Linked DNA regions of Mus musculus: region 1 is linked to region 2. A link is a contact called in public Micro-C data. All regions are on one chromosome and are shown on one strand. Each heading gives the region's core, a stretch centred on a gene start, on an enhancer-like site or on the middle of the called end of the contact. The rest is flanking DNA. Distances are from core to core; before and after follow the strand shown.

Evidence for each region. A called contact is a pair of places that touch in the nucleus more often than the background predicts.
Region 1: a Micro-C map of embryonic stem cells shows a contact between it and region 2, with 4 times the contacts expected there. The contact joins the promoter of Barx2 here to the promoter of Aplp2 in region 2. A contact is called at or near these places in 1 of 39 promoter capture datasets (cranial neural crest), 1 of 484 Hi-C or Micro-C datasets (embryonic stem cells) and 1 of 115 datasets of contacts at active chromatin or transcription factors (pancreatic cancer cells).

The regions. Positions count from the first base shown.
Region 1 is chr9:31,911,545-31,915,941 of GRCm38.p6, reverse strand. It overlaps Barx2 (BarH-like homeobox 2), which reads left to right and starts at 2,657. Exons shown (of 4, transcript NM_013800.2): 1 at 2,657-3,037. The coding sequence starts at 2,851.
Region 2 is chr9:31,208,723-31,213,147 of GRCm38.p6, reverse strand. It overlaps Aplp2 (amyloid beta (A4) precursor-like protein 2), which reads left to right and starts at 1,300. Exons shown (of 18, transcript NM_001357698.1): 1 at 1,300-1,525. The coding sequence starts at 1,421.

The sequences.
Region 1 (4,397 bases), core at 1,408-3,907, 700 kb before region 2:
TAGGATTACCGTTTGGAAATGAAAAGCCAAGGTCAGTTTAGGGAACGAATACCAGACAGCCAAAGACTCTAGGCTCCAAGATTCAGGGCTGCTTATTCCTTCCTTCAGCGGGAATTTGTTCTTCCAGTCCCCTTCCTTCCTTGTAGGGGGGGGTAAAAAAGAGAGAGAAAGTTTGTAAGGCACCGATGGGGGATGCTCTCTACTTCTTTGGCTATCAAAATTCACTAGCTTTCAAGCCAAATTGACAGGAGGGTTTAAGTGAATTTTGTGCCTGAGGCTCTATGGGAAGAAGGGAGCAGTAAGACGACAGAATGAGGCCCCACTTGGAAAGACTTGTCATGGGGCCAGTCCATTCCTGCAGACTGGGCTAGGAGTTCAAGCACTTGGTCTGTCTAAGAGCTTCCCTGGGTACGGGTTCACAAATGCCACTCCTGACTCGAGTTTGGAGAGAGAAAAGGTGGAGAGGGAGAAAGAAAGGGAAGAAGAAAAAGAAACAAGCATGCATTATGGGGGGAAGAACGGAACGAAGGGCAGAAGTAAGGAAAGAGAAAAAGGAGCCCAAACTTAGAAGCCCCAAAGGCGAGTACCAACGAGGGAAAGGGAGAAATGAGAGGGGTAAAAAGAGGGAAGAGCCAAGAGAAAGAAAGAAAAAAGGTTGAAGGACAGGAGTGCAGGACAGAGACAGGGTTACCGATAGTGAGACCCAGAGCGCACGCCTTCGCGAGACCACTCCGGAACCTGCTAGCCTAAGCGCAGCGGCACGCTCAAGCTCCGGCCCTGAGGCCATTCGGATGCCGGGCTCCGAGCGCTGCAAGCCGGTCTCCCTGTCGCCTCCGTCAGACTCAATTCCCGCCAAGCACTTAGTTTCTTCGTGGCTGCCTATGGTGCGGCATGGCACTGTACGGGTGACTCAAGAGAGCAGCGCCTCAGGATTAGCACGGCAGCGAGTGTTGCGCTGGGTCCCTGGCCCCTGGCTCCTCGCGTAGCGGGTCGAGGCGACCGGTGGCGCACCCCGACAGGTCCTAGGCCCTCCGTCCTCCACAGCAGATAGTCCACAGAGTCCAGGGATAAAGGCAAGGACCTCAGCCTCTGGGGTACCTAGCTGCAGTGCTGGCTACCTATGTCTGGTACAGCAGAAATAAAAGCAATCTCAAGAGTTAAGAAGGAAAGAGAAATCAGGCAGAGGCAGACACACGAGAAATAAAAATCATTAATACGAGCTGATGCCCACAGCAAACGCTCGACTATGATTCAGTCTATTAATGCCTATTTTCTTTAAGTGTTTAATCATTAGTTCAGCAAGTTTGTTCCTTAGCGAGTTTAACCACCGGCCCAGGTGCGCGTCCCGACTTGCTTCCGCGGCTAACCATGCTCGGAGCGCGTAGCCACGGGATCAGTCGCACCGTGCGAGCGTCAGGCAAACACCATCGGCTGTTTTGTCCCAAATTCTGTGTCCCCGCTGTCCGTTTCTTTTCCAGCTTGCGCACACCACTTCAGGGGCACAGTCTTGGGGGCTGGGAGTGCACCCGGAGGTCGTTTCCCACGGCCGGCCGGCCGGCTGGAAGAGTCACTGACAGCAGGAGCTGTCCTAGGCGCTTAGGTGCGGGCCGGACGCTCTAACGCAAGGATTGTGGTTAGGAACAAAGTTCGTACAGACATTGGTAGGAACAGATTCTGAGATTAGGACGCTAGGAAGAAAGAGGCAAACCATCCCCCAATACCAGAAGTGTGTTATACCCCGGAATGGAAAGCGGGATTGGGCACTAGGAAAAGCCAGAATTTGGGCTAACTTTGGAAGGGCCGCGGGCACGTCGCGATCCCGCTGTTTTGGCCCTTTCTGGCAAAAGAAAACCGTTGTATGAACAGAATTTAAACACACACTCACACACACCACATTACTACCCTAGTTTATAATTGGGATAACGGAGTGTGCTAAATTCATTTGTAGTTTGGGGTCGTAGTGAGGCAATCAAGTTTGCAACCTTGGAGCAAATGCCCCACCTCGGGAGCGCACGGCTGCAGCGCGGGCTTCGGAGCTGTGGGCTGGGTTGAGAGAGGACACTGTGGTTTAGGGAAATGGCCCAGCGGGGACAAGTGAGGCTCGGTGGTCGTCGGAAAGCGCGCGCTCTGGAGCCCGGAGCTTCGCGATTCTGGATGAAGATGCCACTGCTTTATGGCAAGAGGTGTGGACATAGCTGCCTATAGGGTTGCGGGGGCGGAGGGGCGGGAGCGGTGCCCCCTTTAGCAGGACTGGCGCTAAGGGAGGACAGAGGGGCGATGCGACTCGGAAAAGTGGCGGCTAGACTCCTGAGTCCCTGGAGAAGGAGGCGCGCGCCCGCAGTCCTGCGCGTGCACACACACACACGAGCGCGCGCACACACCCGTACACACACCTGGAGCTGGGGGAGGGGGAAAGGAGAACCGGAGCGAGTGTCTTAAAATAGAGCCGCCTGGGGAGCGCTCGACTCTCGGATCGGCGGGAGGCAGCGGGCAAGAGCGGTCGGACCCGGGGTGCGCAGGTCAGCACCCCAGCCGCACGGGCGCGCAGGGGCGGGGTAGCGGCCGACGCCCCTCGGCTCGCGCTCCGCACCTGGCCCTGCAGGAAGTGCGCGCTGATTGACAGCTGCGGTGTCCCAAAAAGGCTGTAGTCAAAGATGCTGCTCGGCGGGTGGGTGTAGACGCAGCAGGCGCGCCCGTGCCCTCTCTGCTTTGCGCGCCTCCCCGGGCCCCGCCGCCCCTCTGGCTGCCGAGGAGCGGGGCTCAGGCCCCAGCCAGCGAGCCACCTCCTGCGGTCCCGGACGGCCAGGCGCTCGCCGCGCTCAGGTCGCCAGGCTCTGGTCCCGGCTCACCATGCACTGCCACGCGGAACTGAGGCTGAGCTCACCCGGCCAGCTCAAAGCAGCCAGGCGGCGCTACAAGACTTTCATGATCGATGAGATCCTCTCCAAGGAGACCTGCGACTACTTTGAGAAACTTTCCCTCTACTCTGTGTGCCCGTCGCTGGTGGTGCGACCCAAGCCCCTGCACTCTTGTACCGGTAAGACAACCGCTGGGCGATATAGTGGGCTGCTGTACTTTTGCCCGTGTGCGGTCGCCTCTGCTTTCCAACCTGAGAGCCAGAGGGACCAAAGGATTCTTTTCCTGCGTCCTTGCAAGAACAGACTCGCCCGCCAGTGGTGGGCATTCAAAAGCGTTTGCAACCGGGCCTGGGCAGGTACTGCTCCCTGGATGGGAGATGAGTTAAGACCAAGTGGTCCTTGGAGTGAGACGCCAATGTAGCATAACTGTCCTGGCTTCTTGGAGAAAGCGTCCTTCTCCCTGGCACTACCGGGGGTTTTAGTGAGAAACTTCAAACACTTGAACAGATTCAGTGCCTAGGCGGTTTCACGCAGTGAGCTTGTCAGTTTCAACTTTAATTTGGTGGTCTCATCTTTCACCTAGAGTTAGATTGCCCAGCCTCTTTTGTAATTTTACAGGTAAATCGGTTTCATGGGCTTCAAAATAAACTTGTGACTACATCAAACTTTACTTAAAATGATTGCCCTCAGGAAAGTAGTTTTGGGCTGTGCTGAGTTTTGACACAAGCAGAAAGGATAAACCCCTTGTTTGTTTTAAGTGACTAAAACCAACACTAGTAACAGTTTTTTTAAAAAAAAAAAAACCCTCAAACCTGGTTTCCTCTGTCCACAAAAACTAGACCAATAGGAAGGAAACAGAGAATTTAGTAATTACATTGAAAAAGTAGATCTGTAGGAAATCAATCCAAAGACATTTAAAACAGGGTGTACATTTAGAGAAGCTCTGGGTTTCAAAGTTCCCTGGCAGATGGGGATCAGGCTACAAAAAAGTTAGGTGGAGCTAAAACAGTTGAAAATATTTTCAAGGAAGTTCTTGACTGTGCTTTCCACTGAGAGCAAACAAGTGCTTTGGGCCTTTGGTTCTGTGCTTGCTGTATGACTGCCATGAAACAAACTCACGAAATTATAATTGGAAAAATGGAAGTGTGTGCCCACTGCAGTGGTTCCCAGACTTCTTTTCTGAACTTCGGGGATAAAAAGCTGCTAAATGTAATACTTGGAATTCCATCTCTCCCACGGTCCAGCCATGCTAGTCACTAAGTCTAAATAATAAATATGGGGAGAGGTTTTTCCCAAATCAAGTTACTCCTACATTTGGCCATAAAATGAATATTTCACTTCTTTCAGCAAGGTAGTTTTAGACTTGATATCCCACAACAAGCCTTGTAATACTGAATTTTATAAACAAGAAAATAATCAAGGTATACATTAAATAGATTTGAGAAACAAGATAGAGGCCCACCCTGCTGGCATTTTGTCTGCTATATATGTAGAGTCTCCAATGAGTCATCTGTGAATGTTTGGGGCTGGAGAAGTAGG
Region 2 (4,425 bases), core at 51-2,550:
GGAAAGTGCCACGGTATGATACAGCCCTCTCAGCATTCTGAGGTGGGTGAAATGACATCTGTGTAAGGTGTTTCCTGTAGGTGGAATGGAGGATTGTGGGAATGGAGCAGGAGCAGGAAGGGCTGTGCAATGGAAAGGTGTCTGGCATCCATTGAGAATGAGGCAGAGCCAGTTTGACCACAGCGGGACTGCTTACGTTGGCGTGCAGTTGCAGAATGCATCTGTAAAATACAGGGTCCTTACTGTCCCACTCTGCCCACTATAGACACTGTCTCTCCCTCTCCACTAAGATGCTTCCTGCGGAGAGGAACTTGGTTCTTGATATGGTTGAAGCTAAAGAAATGAGTCCAGGTCTCTGCAGAGGGTGGTACATAAATCACCCGCTACGGAAAGGAAACAAAGCCAGCAGAGCCCTCGTGATGGAGAGGACAAGGTGCCAGTTGTGAACTGGGGCAGCAGGCCGCTTTCCCAGGAACCAAGATGCTGGGGAGCATGAAAAAAGAGAGAAAGCGTGTCTTTTGCTTTAGAGATCTTAAACTGAAGAAAAATGATGCCAGAATCCTGTCCTGAAACACATGAGAAGGGGGGTGGGGGGGTGGGAGCTTGTGTTTCAGTGGCCTGGCGCCACTGGCCTCGGCGGGGAAGGCCTCTCTGTGCCGCAGGGGCTGTGACGACGAGGAGGGGCAGGGAAAGGACCTAAGGAGCAGAGGTCAGCGGTGTGCAGACACTGCGGGTTCAGGGGCGAAACAAGGGCGCAGAGGTCTGGGGGGGAAGAGCGCGCCCCGTGCAGCGCTGGGGAGAGCAGAATGTCGGCGTTCATCCTCCAGGGCGACAGGGTCGGTCCTCTGCAAACCGTCCGGAACTCCCAACAATTCATCCTGTTTTTAATTAAAACATTTTCCAGAAGCCCCAAAGAGGGCGGTACCCAAAGGAATATGGAAAATATCCTGCAGGGTTAGGGGAGTGGGGCGTGCCCAAATCCCGATGCTGAAGGTGGATGATGTAGAGCCACCCCAGGAGACAACCAAACAGGAGCCTCCCGCCCTGGGAACAGCGGCCCACGGTCTACCCGCGAAGACTCCTGCGCCCCCAGCCTCGGGTCCAGAGCGGGGGCGGGGCTGGCCGTGGCTTGGGGCGGGGCCACGAGGGGGCACGCGCTGGGCGGGGAGGGGAGTCGGTGTATCCGTGCTCTGATTGGACCTGGGCTAAACAAGGGGAGGTATCTTAGGCCAGTTATGCCGGCTCGTATTGGGTCCTGTCGAAGAGGGGCGTGGTTTTGTGAAGTCAGTTCCGGTCGATGTAAAACCCCCGGGGCGGCGGCGAACGGGCTTCAGACGCTTCTGGGTCGCGGTAGGGAAGCGCTGTAGCCTGGCTGTGCGAGAGACGGGGAGAGCCCAGCGCCACAGCGACCTGGAGAAGGATGGCGGCCACCGGGACCGCGGCCGCTGCGGCCACCGGCAAGCTTCTTGTCCTGCTGCTGCTCGGGCTCACGGCGCCCGCTGCGGCTCTGGCTGGCTACATAGAGGTGAGGACCAGGCGAGCTCCCGATCTGCGTCTCCTCCGGTCGCCCGGGAGCACGGCCTGTGGGCGGGCGTGGGACCGGGGGCGCGGCGCGAGGCTCGGCGCAGCGGCGGGTTGCCTTCCCCCCACCCCGCCCGCGCGCCTCAGCTTTGCGCAGAGCTTAGCGCCGAGGTCGGGCTGCCTCTGTCGCCGCAGAGGCCAAATGAAAGGCGTCGGGGCTGCGGGGCCGCCCCAGCCCCCTACCCGCTGGCGGCGCCGCCGCATCCTCGGGGACACCGCACCGCGCGCTCTCCCTCCCCCGGGGCCGTGCGCGCCTCAGCCGTGCGCCCTGCGGCCCCGCGGCGCTCTAAATGGGGCGGCCTGCACCGGGTCCCCGGTGCCCGCAGCGGTCGGGGGCCTGGGCTTCGGGCTCGCACCTTGACGGTCGGCGCGCAGCAGTCGTTGACCAGGTGGACTTGGCAGCGGGGATGCGGCTCCAGCCCTGGCGAGTGGCCGAGATGCCGAGGGAGCGGGGAGAGGAGGCGCCGCCAGGGCAGCGGGGCGCTCTGCGCCCTCCCTTGCCTCCCAGTCGTTTGCACAAGTCTGGCAAACTAGGGAGCCCGGCTTTCCTCCTCCCAGGGGACGTTGAAGCTATCCACCAGTACATTTGGAAAGCTTCAGGGGGTACTTTACGTGGGTCAGGGTCACAGTGATTGTTCTGCACCAGAGGTCACCCCCGTTAACCTGGTGAAGTCGTCTAGGGTCCCAGGTGGTTGGCGGGAGTTCAGGCCGCTGGAAGAGCCAGGATGTCGGATGTGGAACCCGTACTGCAGCTTGCTCTGCACCTAGCCTCCCCGCAAGAACCCTCTGTCGCCTAGGGAGACATGGGACTTTATTTTTACTTACTTTCTCGAAATAATGCTTGAACTGTAGGACTGGACTGTGTGTTTCTGGTGTTGTTTATTTCTTCTTGCGCCTGCTTGTATTAAAAAAAAAAAAAAAACCCACCGTGGCTTTCTGTACGTTGAGCCAGTGTCAGAGATTGCGTTTGATAAAATAGGCATGACCTGAGAATGTTCTAATTAAAAACCCGGCTCAGAGTGAATTCATTTCTACAGAATGTGTAAATATTTCTATTGGTAAAAAGATCTAATGAGGAAAAAAATCTTCCGGATGGCACATCTTAAAACAATCTTTGTATTCATCTTGCTTGAAACTTTTTGACTGAGGTGGGAAAAAAAGATAAGTCTTAAGTAGAAACAGTTAATGTTTATACACACGAACTTTTCGATTCTTTCAGCTTCCACACAGTTGGTAGGGCTGTATCTGTGATCCCTGATAAGATGTCACTGGGAAACAGCTACATTGAGCGGGGATAAGAAGAGAAGGGTGGGGAGACCGAGTTTTATATATTGGGTGGGACTTAATGGGTCAGTGTCAAAAACCATTGTTCACACTCCACCTCACTTTCCAGCGGTGTGAGAAACTTTAGGTACTAGTGAATTCACAATAAAGAATTCATCAGTTTTAAAGAATCCATTTAATATTTAATGTCTCCAGGGGAAAAATACCAATATCAGAATTAGTTGTTATGGATTAATTTTGACAGATCGCCACGCTGTTCAATTGAAAAGTTTGTCTAAACAAAGTAAAAAACATTTTTGCAGAATGCTTTTAAAATGGAGTTTTGTAGACTTTTCACTTCCTTGGAACAATATTTTTATTCACACTGTCATTGTCTCAAGTGGTCTTTCCTTTGGCTGCCTGGCAGAGTTTTATTCACATGTGTACATTCTCTTTGCTTATTTGCTGTCAAGCAGAGGATTGCTAAAGCCATAATTCAGATGAGAATGGTTTAAATCATGATGTCTTTGAGAAGGCCCTTATTGAGATTAGCCAAGGGGATTCTGGCCAAATCCCTGATCAAGTTGCTTGGCACAGAATTATTGATTGGCGGATCTTTAGTGTTGCTTGGTGTTGACTAAATTAATCTTTTGCACCTGTTTTTTTTTTTTTTTTTTTTTTTTTTTTTTTAATAACACCTCTCTGCTCTGGGCACTTCCTTTCATAATTCCCAGGGCACATTTTCTTGTGTGCAAGACCCAAGTGTGTGCCCAAACTGCTCCCTTTACTATGGATGTTTGAGCTTCTGAAAGCCAGAACTTGAATTTACTCTGCTACATCTGAAAGTGATCCTTTGGTGGGCAGTGTCCAGGAAACTCAAGAATGACAACCGAAGTGGAACCTGCTTTCTGAGATACTTGTGAAAGGTGGCGTTGTATCAGGGTAATGCTTCTATTGCAAGTGCATTTTAAAGACACTGCTGGCAACAGGAACTAAACTAGGTTCATCAGTGTGCTCTTCTGTAGAAGAATTCATGTCATTCCCATCTTAACGAAGCAGTCAACATAATGGGACTTACAGGGTTGAGGAAGGAATTCTTCAATGCCATTTATGTTTGAAAGTTAGGGGAAAAGACTTTAAAATATTTTAAAAGATGTATTTTATTATTTATGCATGTGTGTCTGTGTTAAGAGTATGGTACATGTGTGCCCTTTGGAGGCCAAGAGGTTTTGGATTCTCAGGAGCTGCAAGGAATTGTGAGCCACTTGATAAAGGTTATGGGCTCCAGGCTCAGGTCCCACTTTGGAAGAGTGAGAAGTACTTTTCAATACTGTGTCTCTCCCGCTCTCACTCTAAAATATTTTAAAGATGCATTCATTTGTTTATTTTGTGTATTGAGGTCACTGTGGTGGTCATAGGACAACGTATAAAGTATGGGAGTCACTTCTCTCCTGCAGGCCCTGTCAGGCAAACTCAGTTGGTCAGACATGGCAACAGTGCCTTTGTCCACTGAGGTATCACACTGCTGGGGAAACAAGCTCTGAAGTAACTGAATTTGCTGAATCTGTTTTGTTTTTTCCA